Linked DNA regions of Sus scrofa: regions 2 and 3 are each linked to region 1. Evidence: chromatin contacts called from public Hi-C and HiChIP or PLAC-seq data. All regions are on one chromosome and are shown on one strand. The core of a region is the stretch at or near the end of the contact, and the rest is flanking DNA. Distances in the headings are between cores, read along the strand shown. Region 1 has its middle 71 kb from the start of FASLG. Region 2 has its middle 130 kb from the start of PRDX6. Region 3 has its middle 74 kb from the start of PRDX6.

Region 1 (3,918 bases), core at 40-2,539:
TTTCTCCACACCCACTGCAGTATTTATTATTCGTAAATTTTTATGATGGACATCCTGAGTGGTGTGAAGTGATAGCACTTTGCAGTTTTGATGTGCATTTCTATAAAAATTAATGATGTTAAGCATTTTTTTGTGTGCTTTTTAGCCATCTATCTTCTTTGGAGAAAGGTCTGTTTAGATCTTCTGACCACTTTTTAATTTTTTTTTTTCTGGTATAAAGATGTATAAGCTGTTTGTATGTTTTGGAGATTAATATCTTGTTGGTTGCTTTGTTTGCAAAGATTTTCTCCCATTCTGTGGAGTGTCTTTTCTTTTTTTGTCTTTTTTTTAAATGGTTTCCTTTGCTAGCGTGGCTTTGGAATTTCAGTTCCTACAAGATGGCAATGGCTTTAGGCATAATTCTACATTATGGTCACTAGATGGCAGTAGAAACCAGTGCCTCCATGATCTTTAAAAACTATTCACCAATTACTGACTATCTACTCTGCATGAGGTACTTTGTTAGGAACTGAGAGGAGTGGGTGTGGAGAAGGGGTGGGCACAAAGATAAATAAGAGGCAATTTCTGGCTTTCAAGAATTCAGGAGTTAACAGAAAGAAAGATTAACCAAATCAAATTGTGGTAATCCTACAGTAGATGTTTAAACCAATATTATAGTAAAACAGGAGGCAGGGATTAATTCTGACTACAAAAATGGAAGAAGGCTTCACAGAACAAATTTGATATGGACCTTGAAGGATGGGCATAGGTTGGACATAGGGAGTGGGAAGAAGCAAGTAGAGGGGGGAAAGCATTCCAAACAGAGGGTACAAATCTGGGAAGAATATTTAGAGAATAGTAAATATTGAGGTGTGGCAACAAATTAAGATATGTGAAGGAAATAACGGCAATTTTTGGGGGAAGCAAAGTTGGCATCTCGTCATGGGAGTGCTTAACATGGGTGCAGGGCGCTGCCTCTGATACCTGTGATCACTTCCCTGTCTACGGGCTGCATGCTGGGTGAGCAGGCAGTTTTTGGATAAAATACTCTGTCCTTTGTGGCAGAACAGCTTGTCTCAGTGTCCTGGGAAGCCACTGCTGGATCAGAAGCTGAGGACACAAATACTCCCAGGGAGGAGGCTAAGTGGGTGCCTTGCCTGGGTGGGCACCAGGCCAGACTCAGCCTCTCTGAAGAGCCTAGGTGACCTCAGCTTGTTTCCATGTGGGGATGTGGGCAAGGTATTACAAGTCTTCTAATTTTTCAAGAGAAGTCGGAAATACTAATTTATGTGACATTTCCTGCTTTTTAAATGCTGGCACTGACTCATGGTTTAGAAAGCACCAAGTGAGCCAAGCAAAACATAGCTGTGGGCTGGAGCAATCATTCTGTGACCTCTGTTCCAGAGAGTCATCTGCGGGTTCCTTTCCTGGTCTTTGTCATGGCTGAGATCCAGACCCCAATGTCCATGGAGGGAGTTCCTCCTTTCCTAATTTCCCCTTTCGTGTGTAGAAAGCTTTCCTAGCAGTGTCGCTCAGATCCACTCTCCCCAGACCTTCCTGCCAGTTCTGTACCAACCCCTGTCCCCACCCACTCCATCCTGGCATCCTTCTTATGTCTCAAATACATCAGTGCCAGCTTTAACAAGGACCTGATGGTTTATTTGTACTCAGAAACTGTCATTCACAAGTTACTCTGGTCTTCAGAAGTAATTTTCCTTTAAAATCTCGTGCTTCTGTAAGCTTTTAGGTTACACTTAAAATAGTATAGTCTACTTGCATATCTACCTATGGGTTTTAAGCCCTTAGTATTTCCTATTAATGAGAACTAGGGGAGAACTGGGATTTTGTTTTTCTCTTGCTGATGTCCTATTACAGTTGTCAGGATCAAAGGCAAAGGGTGATCAGTATTCCATGTTTCTTGAGTCCATGGAAGCTGGGAATTTGATTCAAGGGCACAAGAGTACCTGAGAAATTGATGATGGAGAGGCATGGAGTGCAGGCTAAGGAAGGAGGGAGGAAGTTTCTTTCCTTCCCTTTCTCTCTTTTCTGGAGATCAGAGCTCCAGGTGGCACAGCAGAAAAGAATAGATTCTAAAGCCAGACTCTCAGAAGTTCCATCTCAGTTCTTCCCCTGATAAGAAAGGTGACTTGGGGCACATTCCTTAGACTCTGTCTCCTCACCTGTGAAGTGGTGATATTAATACTATCTCCTAGAGCTGTTTTGAAGAATAAATAAAATGGCCCAATGTACGCAGAAGGTAAATAAATGGGTATTTTTTTCTTGTACTTTTTTTTTTTTTTTTTAATAGCCATACCTGCGGCATGTGGAAGTTTCCAGGCTAGGGATTGTCAGAGCTGAAGCTGAGGCCTGTTCTACAGCCACAGCCATAGCAACAGCAATCTATGCCCCAGCTTGTGGCAATACTGGATCTTTAATCCACTCAATGAGGCCAGGGATCAAATCTGTGTCCTCATGGACTCTACCCATGAGCCACAATAGGAACCCCTTGTGTGTGTGTTTTTAATATGAATGTTGCCATAGCATTTATTTTCAAAGACCAATTACAGACCTTCAGATCCTTTTTAACTCCCCTTTCTTTTCCTATCTCATTGTGAACTTTTTTGCAGAGAACTGGATTCTGTCCAGTGGTTTCCTGCTTATATTACTAGGGCTTAGAAGAGGGAGGGAGGGGCTGAAGGCTTGTCCTGGAAATCCTAGGGAATGAGTCTCCTCAGGAAGTTTGGATGCCAGTGGATGTTTTGGACTGACCCCAGTGAGGTCTGCTTCCCACATGTGTCCCAGTGAAAATGTATGGAGGTCGAAAGTCAGTGGAAACTCCAGTGTCCTGTTCACTTATGGATTTCCACCAGGTGGCAGCAGAGTATTATGATGAGAAGTCACAAAGATTTAGTGTCTTACTCAGCCCGCAGAGCAGAGGAAAGGCAAGAGAGGGTGATTTGTTCAGCAAAGTTGTTATCATTCTGAAAGCAACTCATTAGAGTTGGCAAGTCCAGCTCTAGTAAAGAGTTCAAAAATACCTTCTCCACATAAAAACTAGCAGAGACCATTTAGCAGGATGAGAGGAGATTTTGTGTGCCAAGGAGAAGACACCTGGTGAAAGCAATCCAGGAAGGAGGGAACATGAAGATGCCTCACTGAGTTGGTTACAGGAAGTTCAGGTGTGGGTGTGAAGTGAGGGGCCACCTCTGTATGTTGGCAGAGGAAACAGTTCCCATCTGGTTTACCTGGTGAAGTCATGAAGGTGTGGTCTTCCACAGTTTAACCCAGTCTCACTATTATGGCTTATCTGAGTCAAATTTTGTCTCTAAAAGGTCACTATTACAATATAAGTACAAGACATCCCTATAACCCCTTTGGGTCAAAAATTTACATATTTTTTTGTTCCTTATTTTAGGGCTGCACCTGTGGCATATGGAAGTTCCTGGCTAGGGGTCGAATGGGAGCTGCAGCTGCTGGCCTATGCTACAGTCATAGCAATGCTGATCTGAGCCGCATCTGTGACCTACACCACAGCTCACGGCAACACCAGATCCTTAACCCACTGAGCAAGGCCAGGGATGGAACCCGCAGCCTCATGGATACCAGTTGGGCTTGTAACCGCTGAGCCACAATGGGAACTTCTAAAAATTTACCTCTTATTAACTGACATTAATTCTTCTGATTAGCTTATGCCACTTCAAAAGAGTGAATTGTCCCAGCATAAGAATGGGGAATAGAAGGTTTTTAAGCAACAGTTGGAGGGGAGGGTTAGAGTCTATACCACAGAATGAGACTTTAGGGCAAATTCTCACTCTTAATTTGGACTGACAGCCAGGAGCTGCCCTGGCTCTGTCAGCTGGGCCTTGGTGTTGCTGGAGCTGGCCCTGTGCTCTTGGTTTGGTCTTCGTGTTCTCTGATGGAACAGAAACAATTTCACAG
Region 2 (4,156 bases), core at 673-3,172, 590 kb after region 1:
AACAAAATGCAGCTAGAGCTAAGCTGCACTAAGAGTGGCCTTTTTGAAACTGTGAGATTGACCCTTTTGAAGAAGGTTAGACAATTTAATGGGGGAGGACATTTGTTTTCAGAGACCTATAACCCTCAGCAGATCCCCAGAGCAGGTAAGTTCTCAAGGGTAAAATGGGGTGAGGTAAGGGCAGAGTTCAGGAAATCTAGAGTCTTCAGAAAACACTTAAAGAAGCAGACACAGGAAGGAAGCTTTCACTTCTCTGGAGGTCTCTCTCCCCAGCCTGGCCTGAGAGTGGCAAAGAGGGATGTGGAGTAGGGAGTGGAGGAAGAGATGCAATAGAGAGATAGACCTTCTTTCTCTACTCTCTTCCTTTTTCTCCATTCTCAAGCTTTGCTAGCAGAGAGATACCAGGTCTGTTAGTGCTGCATAGCCTGGAAGACAGAGGTAAGATCCTTCCTTCTTAGCCTTATGGGGAATATAGGGCCCACAGCACTGGGGAAGGCCAACTGTGGTGCAAATGCACTATGAAAGAGGATACAAGGAGGCTCAGAGCAATAAGTAGAATCCAGAAACTTAAAACCAAGCGGTAGAGCTTTGTATCTGTTCATTAGCAGACATTTAACAAGTGTATATAGTACAGACTCCTATGACTAAAGTCTTGTCACCCAGTAGCTTGGCTGCTATAATCCTCTGCCCAAGTGGGATGAGCTGAAAGCTTTGAATGTGGAGTCAGGAGACTGAGGATAAATAGCAACTTGGCTGCTTATGAGCATGTACCCCTGAACAACTTACTCTGCTCTTCTAGGCCTCAGTTTTGTCATTTGCAGAGTTGAGGCATTACAGGACTTCTATAGAACTATTATCAGACGTACATGATATGTGTTACTGTTATGTGACAAGTACTAGACAAATCCCAGGTATATACTTGGTACCCTGCAAGTGTTACTTTTCCCTCCTTTTGGTATGGGCTCCAGTTTGTTCCTTATGGCAGAAAATGTTTTCATAGTCCCCTGTGGAAGTCCCTAACCATTCCCTGCCCCCAAATTCCCATCCTACACCCTAGCACCTGGATCTTGTCCATGTCTCCTCACCTCTCCTGGAAGTCTCAGTGGCTCTAGGCTTACCCCTGAAATTCCTGCTCCTTCCCCGCCTGATTCCTCTATACCTATTCTGCTTCTCTACAGTATGATCATAGCACACTTGGGGACACTCTGCTAACCCAAGTTTCTGTTCTGAAAAATAACTCTCATTGTTGATCTTACAGGGAATTGAATTAAGGTATGAACCAGGACATTTGGTCTCCAACGGCCTCTCTTACTTCCATAGGGAAGGGCCTGTCTGATGTTCTGAGTGTGGATGTTCCTCTCAAAAGCTTTGTGTGATAACAGGCACAGCTCCCACAAGAAACACTTGGAAAGTCACAGTCCCAGTGAAAATCTCTCTAGGACTGCCTGACTTCTGGAAGGCAGGGTGCCTATGCCCCTTCTTATGTATTTGCTGGATGTCTGATCATTTCATATGTGCTATTGATTACCTGGTCTTATGGGTTCTTCCACCTTTAGCAGCACCTATAATTTGAGAGCAACAGGGATCTCCAAGGTAAATTACACCATGTTATTGCTTCCAGTTGTTTTGTTGTCTTATTAGGAAGAGGAGTGAATCCAATTCATTCTTCTTCCTAACAAAACCACAGCACAAATGACACATTATGCAACATCTATATCAAACATCTTACATGCTATATATCTCCCAAACACTTCATTCTGCACAACTACTCTGTTTTCTCTTGTTAGCCTCCTTCCCAATCTCATCAGTGGCAGTTAAATTTCATCATCTCTATCCTACTTCCTCCCTCTTTCAACTGATGATCTTGTCTCCTACACACCAAGGCAAAAGAATCCAGTAACCTAAAACTCCAACTTCTCTTTTTTTCCACCTCTAATTTCTATAATGTGACCATGAACAGTAACCAGGAAATTCATACCACCACAGGAGAATAATCACATGTCTTGGTCAAAGGGAAGAGCCCGCTCAGAAGTCTAGTAGGGATTCTGTGGTGGTGGTTAAGGTTCAAAATAAAGTATCTGGGGGAGAGAGGGAAAGTTAGTCATCATCACCAAGCGAAATGGAATGTTTTCTTCCTTTTAGCAAAATCAGCCCTCAGCAAGAGTCTAAGGGAGGCGGTGCCACACTGCTGTATCCACAATGCTGGAGCAGTGCAATCTGGGATCTCAGAAGGAATCAGTCCAAATTAGAGTTTTAGCACTTCCTTAAAATTTCTTACAGCTTTGCCTTTGCATTTCCTGTTTTCCAGCCTTTCATTCATTCATTTGACCACTACTTATTGAGACTTTCCATGTGACTTTTAAGAGAATCAAAAAAAAAAAAAAAAAAAATCTCTGTTTCCAGGGAGCTTATAGTCTTCAGGGAGTAAATGAAATAAATTAATAAATGAAGGTTATGATAACAGGTGATCTCTGCTAGGCAATAAAAGGGGAATGGGGAATTCTGGATGGGTGGAGGGGAAGTGACAGAATTAGAACGAGGGGAGTCAAGCAAGGCCTGTCTGATCATGTGAGTAAGTGCTGAAGAAATGAGGGTGTCATGAGCAGAGGGAAAAGCGAGTGCAAAGGCCATAAGGGAGGAAGCAGCCTGATGCCTTCAAGGAACAACAAGGAGCCCAGTGCGGCTGAAGTGGAGTGACTAAGGAGATAAACAGGAAGGGAAGAGGCTAGAGGGCTCACAGACGCCACTCACGGTAGTTTTCTCAGCTGCTGTGATTAGTTTGGCTCTTATTAGGGGTGGGGAGGGAAGTCACTGAATAATTCTGCTAAGAGATACGGCAGGTTCATCTGTGGGAACACGCAGTATGCCACATATCAAGAACTACTATGGAAACAATAGAAACAAAGGAAAAGAAATGGTGATGCACAAGACGAAAAAGAGAGGGTGCCCGAGTGAATAAAATTTGAAATAAAAGAGGAGAAGTTACAACCAACATCAGAGAGACACAAATGATTATACAGGAGTACAAAGAACAGTTATACACCAACAAATTGCACCACCTAGAGGAAATGGATAAATTCCTAGAAATAGAGCATCTTCCAAGACAATCAGGAAGAAATAGAAAATCTGAACAGACTGATTGCTTGGAATGAAATTGAATCGGTAATTTAAAAAAACCCACAAAACCTCCCAACAAACCAAAGTCCAGGACCAGGCAGCTTCACAGGGGAATTCTACCAATATTTAGAGAAGAACTAATATGGAGGAAATGCCTCCCAATTGATTATATGAGGCCAGCATTACCCTGATACCAAAACTGAAGACACACACATGCAAAATTATAGCCAGATATTCCTAATGAACCTGGTTGCAAATGTCCTTAACAAAATGTTAGCAATCAAATTTAACAATGCATTCAAAGAATCATGTGTCATGATCAAGTGGAAATTTTCTCAGGGATACAAGGATGGCTCAATATTTACAAATCAATACCATGTAATATTAATAAAAAATCACATGATCTCAATAGATACAGAAAAAGCACTTGACAAAATTCAACCTCCCTTCCTAATAAGTACTCTCCAGGAAGTGAGTATAGGTAACATACCTCAACATAATAAAGGCCACTTATGACAAATTCACAGCTTCTCAATGGTAAAAAACTGAAAGCATTGCCTCTATGATCAGGAACAAGACAAGAATGCCCACTCTCACCACTTTTATTCAGCATGGTTTAAAGCCCTTGTCACAGCAATCAGACAAGAAAAAGAGATAAAAGTCATACAAATTTAGAAAGAAAAAAGTAAAATATAACTATTTACAAATGACATACTGTATATAGGACACCCTAAAGATTCCACACCCAAAAAGAAAATTATTAGAAATAATACATATATTCAGTAAAGTTGCAGGATACAAAATTAATATGCAGAAATCTGTTCCATTTCTATATACCAAAAATGCACTATCAGAAAAAGAAAACAATCACATCAAAAAAGAATAAAATACCTTGGAATAAATTTAACCAAGGAAGTGAAATACTTATACTCTTAAAAGTATAAGACAGTCATAAAAGAAACTGAAGAGAATGTAAATAAATAGAAAGATATAACATACTCACAAATTGGAAGAATTAATGTTGTCAAAATGTTCATAC
Region 3 (3,937 bases), core at 1,055-3,554, 650 kb after region 1:
GCCAAGGATCAAATTGGAATCCTCATGGATACTAGCAGGGTTCATTACCACTGAGCCATGACAGGAACACCAAGTATTTTTTTTCTGATATAAAAATATGGCTCCCATGTGCAAAATTAATCTACAGTATCAGAAGTGAGGATTTGATTACCCTGATGGGAGGATAATGGGGAAATAGTGACTAGAAGAGAGTGGTGAGGAGTTTCTGCAGTTCTGGTATTGTTTCCTGATCTGGGCTCCGGCTAGACGTCCTTTATGTACTCCCTCATGCTGTACACTTAAGATTTGTGCTCTTTTCTATATGCGTGTTATACTTCAATAAAATGTGAATTGAAATGAAAAAAAGACATAGTCCCTAATATTTAAAAATCCACAATCCACTATAAACATGAGATGATGACAACATTGTCAGAACTGCATATATAACACTCACAAATTAATAGTGAACCATAAAACTAACCCAAAAAACTCCAAATTTGTAGTTAAACAGGCATTCAAGGGAGAAGGTCACTTGAGCCCAGAATAGTCAAAAAATACATTCACTGATTCTGCAGGTCATCTTCTCATGCAAAAAATGGTAGATAGATATCAAGATCCAATTTTACAAAGTTCCTGCTGTTGCACAACGGGATTGGCAGGGACTCCGGAGTGCCAGGATGCAGGTTTGATCCCTGGCCCAGCACAGTGGGTTAAGGATCTGGCATTGCTGCAGCTGCAGCATAGGTTGCAACTGTGACTCAGATCTGATTCCTGGCCTATGAACTCCATATGCAGTGGGGTTGCCAAAAAAGAAAGGGGAAAAAAGATCCAATTTTGCGGCCCCACTGTTACTGCTGTCCTCCAGTAATGTGAGGCAACATTCAAAGATTTTTATTATAAAGGGGCTTAGCCAATATGCTTTAACAGTTATGAGCATGTCTAAGTGAGCCCTCATGGTGCTGGTGTCTAAACAATAATGACAGCAGAATTCCAAAGGATGGGGGTAAAAATTCGGAGCCCTTCTACTCCTGTATGATGGATGTAGCAGGGATGAACTTCCTATGCAAATACCATTCTAAGCGTAACAGCCCTTTCCTCCTCACCAAGGAGGAGTAATTTCCACCTAGAAATTCAAACTCCCAAGCACATGGACCCTTGCTGCATAGACCAGGCTCTTTACTCCACACAACAGTTCTGCCTCCTCTTAGCACTCCTCAGACTTTAACCTGGGGACCTTGCTAAAATGCAGCTTCAGACTGTGAGAGGGGGTGATTCAACTTTCTAACATGGTTGTGCCAGAACTGCTGGCCAGCGGCTTCACCTGGTCAGCCAGGTGTTGGAGACCAGCCCTCATTTATTCATCCACTTGCTTCCCCTTGGTGGAAAAGGGTTCAGCCTCATAGCATCACCAGCTCACCATGTCTCTGGCCTCCAGTTCATCCATCAATACCAAGGCATCCAAATGTCCATCCGCTCCCATCTACTGCCAATGGGGAAGACCCTGGTGCTCTTCGGAACTGAGCATCGGCCTAAGACTTGCTTGAAGTGGAACCCTGCTTCAAATCCCAGATTCCTGGAGCTGAGGGATGAAGCCCAGTGTCCTGGAATAAAACCCAAAGGGTAACAGCTGCATTAGTGAGACATTTAACCCAGTCTGGAATAGTCCTTGAGATTTTTTTTTTTCCCCCTTCATGAAGGTCTCTAATGCTTCTTTCTTGACAGGAAGAACTTTGGGGAAGTCCCCCTGATTTCCCCCTGCTGACACTGGTCTGCTTTAGTCCCTTGACCTGTGTGGGCTTTCTGAAGTCTCCGCCACTGCAGACCAGAGAGGATCTCACTTTCTATTTGCCCAGGGTGAAAGGAAGAGAGGAAAACCTCCACCCACTTGAGATAGGCTTAGTCTACCTTAAGCCTGAGTCAAAGGGGATGTCATTCATGATCATCACTTCTCAGCTTTCTTTGCCAGACTAGTGTTAGGAGGAGGGGCTAGGGGAGAGTTTAACCCAGGAGACCTGGATTTCAGCTGTGGCCCTGCTTTAGCAGTGGTTCTGCCCTAGCTATGACGACAAATTACTTATCGTGTCCTCACCTGGGTTCTCTAATCTGTACTATGAGAGTTTTTAAGTAATTTCTATTCCTCTAGAATATAAGCTCCACGAGAGTGTCACACTGCAGAATAAACATTCAGTCAATACTTTATCAAAGAATAAACTAAATGAACCTGTTCAGAGATCAACTTCCCTGCCACATCCTCTCAGCCTGTTTCTTGATCTCAGCCACAACCAGTGGACAGTTTTGGCCTAGTTCTGACAGTGCTCCACCTCAAGACCAGCCCTGCAAGTCTTTTTGCTTTCCGCTTTCATGTCTGACTCAGCCTCACCTCCTCATGACCTCAAATTCATCAAAAAAGAAGGAACTATTTACCTCAACCTCCCTCAAAAGTTGCTAAATGGTCCATGACCTCAGAGTGAGCCAACAGAGCACGTTAATAAACATTAACCATAGAAAAGATTAACAAATTGAACTTGTGTTTGTTAACTGATGATAAAAAGACATCATCAAGGGAGTAAAAATGTTAGCCACGGGTTAGGCGAGTGCATTTGCAGTATATGCATAAAGTAAATATTTGTATCTGGACTCATATCAAGAATACATAAAGAACTACAAGAAATCAGTAATAAAAAAAGACCAACAACTATTCAATGCTTTTTTAGAAATGGGCAAAAGCTTAAACAGCCATTTGACAAAACAGGATATCCGAAGGCCAATGAGTATATCAAAGTGTTCAGCACCCGTTAGTCATCATGAAAATACAAATTAAAACTACAATATGATACAATGATACCCATTCAAAATGGCTATAATTTATAAGGCTGACAGTGAGTATAGGCAAGCATATAGAGCAACTGTAAGTCTCATATACTACTGGTAGATGTATGAATTGGTACAATCACTTGGGAAAACTATTTGGTCATACCTACTAAAGATATGCATTTTTTCTCTCTGACCTGGAAATTCTACTCGGATACATACCCAAAGAAATGAGTGTTTATATTCACCAAGATACACACAATAAAGTACGTAGCAACTAGTCACAAACCAGAAACAACCCAAAAGTCCATATGGTAGAATGGATAAAAAATTGTGGTATGGAGTTCCCATTATGGCACAGTGGTTAACGAATCCGACTAGGAACCATGAGGTTGCAGGTTCGGTCCCTGCCCTTGCTCAGTGGGTTAATGATCCGGCGTTGCCGTGAGCTGTGGTGTAGGTTGCAGACGCGGCTCGGATCCCGCGTTGCTGTGGCTCTGGCATAGGCAGGTGGCTACAGCTCCGATTGGACCCCTAGCCTGGGAACCTCCATATGCCGCGGGAGCGGCCCAAGAAATAGCACAAAAAAAAAAAGAACAAAAAAAAAATTAAATTAAAAAAAATTGTGGTATGATTCATCTAATAGAATACCATAAAGATATAGAAAGAAATGAACAAATACTATAAAAAAAATGAATGAATCTCACAGATGTAATCTCAATCAAAGACAAATACCAAAGATTATATACTGTATGATGCCATGTAAATGGAGTTCAAAAAAGGTAAGATTTCTATTTATGGTAACAGAAGTCAGAGTAGGGTTACCTTTGGATGGTGTGTTGACAGGGAGCCTTCTGGGCTGCTAGAAATATTTGACAGCTTTATCTTGGTCATGGTTCCATAGACGTATAAATATATAAAATCCATTGAGCTGTACACTTAAGATCTATACACTTTACAAGATGTAAGTTATAATTCAATTTTTATAGAACTGCCAGGCTGTCTTAGACCACATGCTCACCCCTGGATCAATCACTGTGGCCAGAAGTACAATAACTGGCTTGGGCCTGGGTCCTATGGCTCATTCCTAGGGCTGGGGATGGAGCCCACCCAGACCAAGAATGGATAGAGAAGGAAATCTGGTGGC

Evidence for each region. Hi-C and Micro-C count contacts between places; a contact is called where the count stands out from the background. HiChIP or PLAC-seq counts read pairs in DNA pulled down with a chosen protein or histone mark.
Region 2: an H3K27ac HiChIP or PLAC-seq map of alveolar macrophages shows a contact between it and region 1. The contact joins two enhancer-like sites. A contact is called at or near these places in 2 of 47 Hi-C or Micro-C datasets (fibroblasts and mesenchymal stem cells) and 1 of 2 datasets of contacts at active chromatin or transcription factors (alveolar macrophages).
Region 3: a contact with region 1 is called in a Hi-C map of alveolar macrophages, with 3 times the contacts expected there. The contact joins two enhancer-like sites. A contact is called at or near these places in 10 of 47 Hi-C or Micro-C datasets (alveolar macrophages, embryonic fibroblasts, epiblast stem cells and 6 more) and 1 of 2 datasets of contacts at active chromatin or transcription factors (alveolar macrophages).

What each region holds. Positions count from the first base shown.
Region 1 is chr9:115,137,397-115,141,314 of Sscrofa11.1, forward strand. No RefSeq gene overlaps it. Among named protein-coding and RNA genes, the nearest start is that of FASLG, 71 kb to the left of the region's middle. Within about 2 kb of position 1,290, at least 19 of the 83 cell types and tissues checked have an H3K27ac peak or open chromatin away from gene starts, as enhancers often do. A contact at or near this core is called in alveolar macrophages and liver, where this site is marked.
Region 2 is chr9:115,722,604-115,726,759 of Sscrofa11.1, forward strand. It overlaps a transcript of TNFSF4 not described here. Among named protein-coding and RNA genes, the nearest start is that of PRDX6, 130 kb to the right of the region's middle. Within about 2 kb of position 1,923, at least 4 of the 83 cell types and tissues checked have an H3K27ac peak or open chromatin away from gene starts, as enhancers often do. A contact at or near this core is called in alveolar macrophages, where this site is marked.
Region 3 is chr9:115,781,762-115,785,698 of Sscrofa11.1, forward strand. It overlaps a transcript of TNFSF4 not described here. Among named protein-coding and RNA genes, the nearest start is that of PRDX6, 74 kb to the right of the region's middle. Within about 2 kb of position 2,305, at least 3 of the 83 cell types and tissues checked have an H3K27ac peak or open chromatin away from gene starts, as enhancers often do. A contact at or near this core is called in alveolar macrophages and liver, where this site is marked.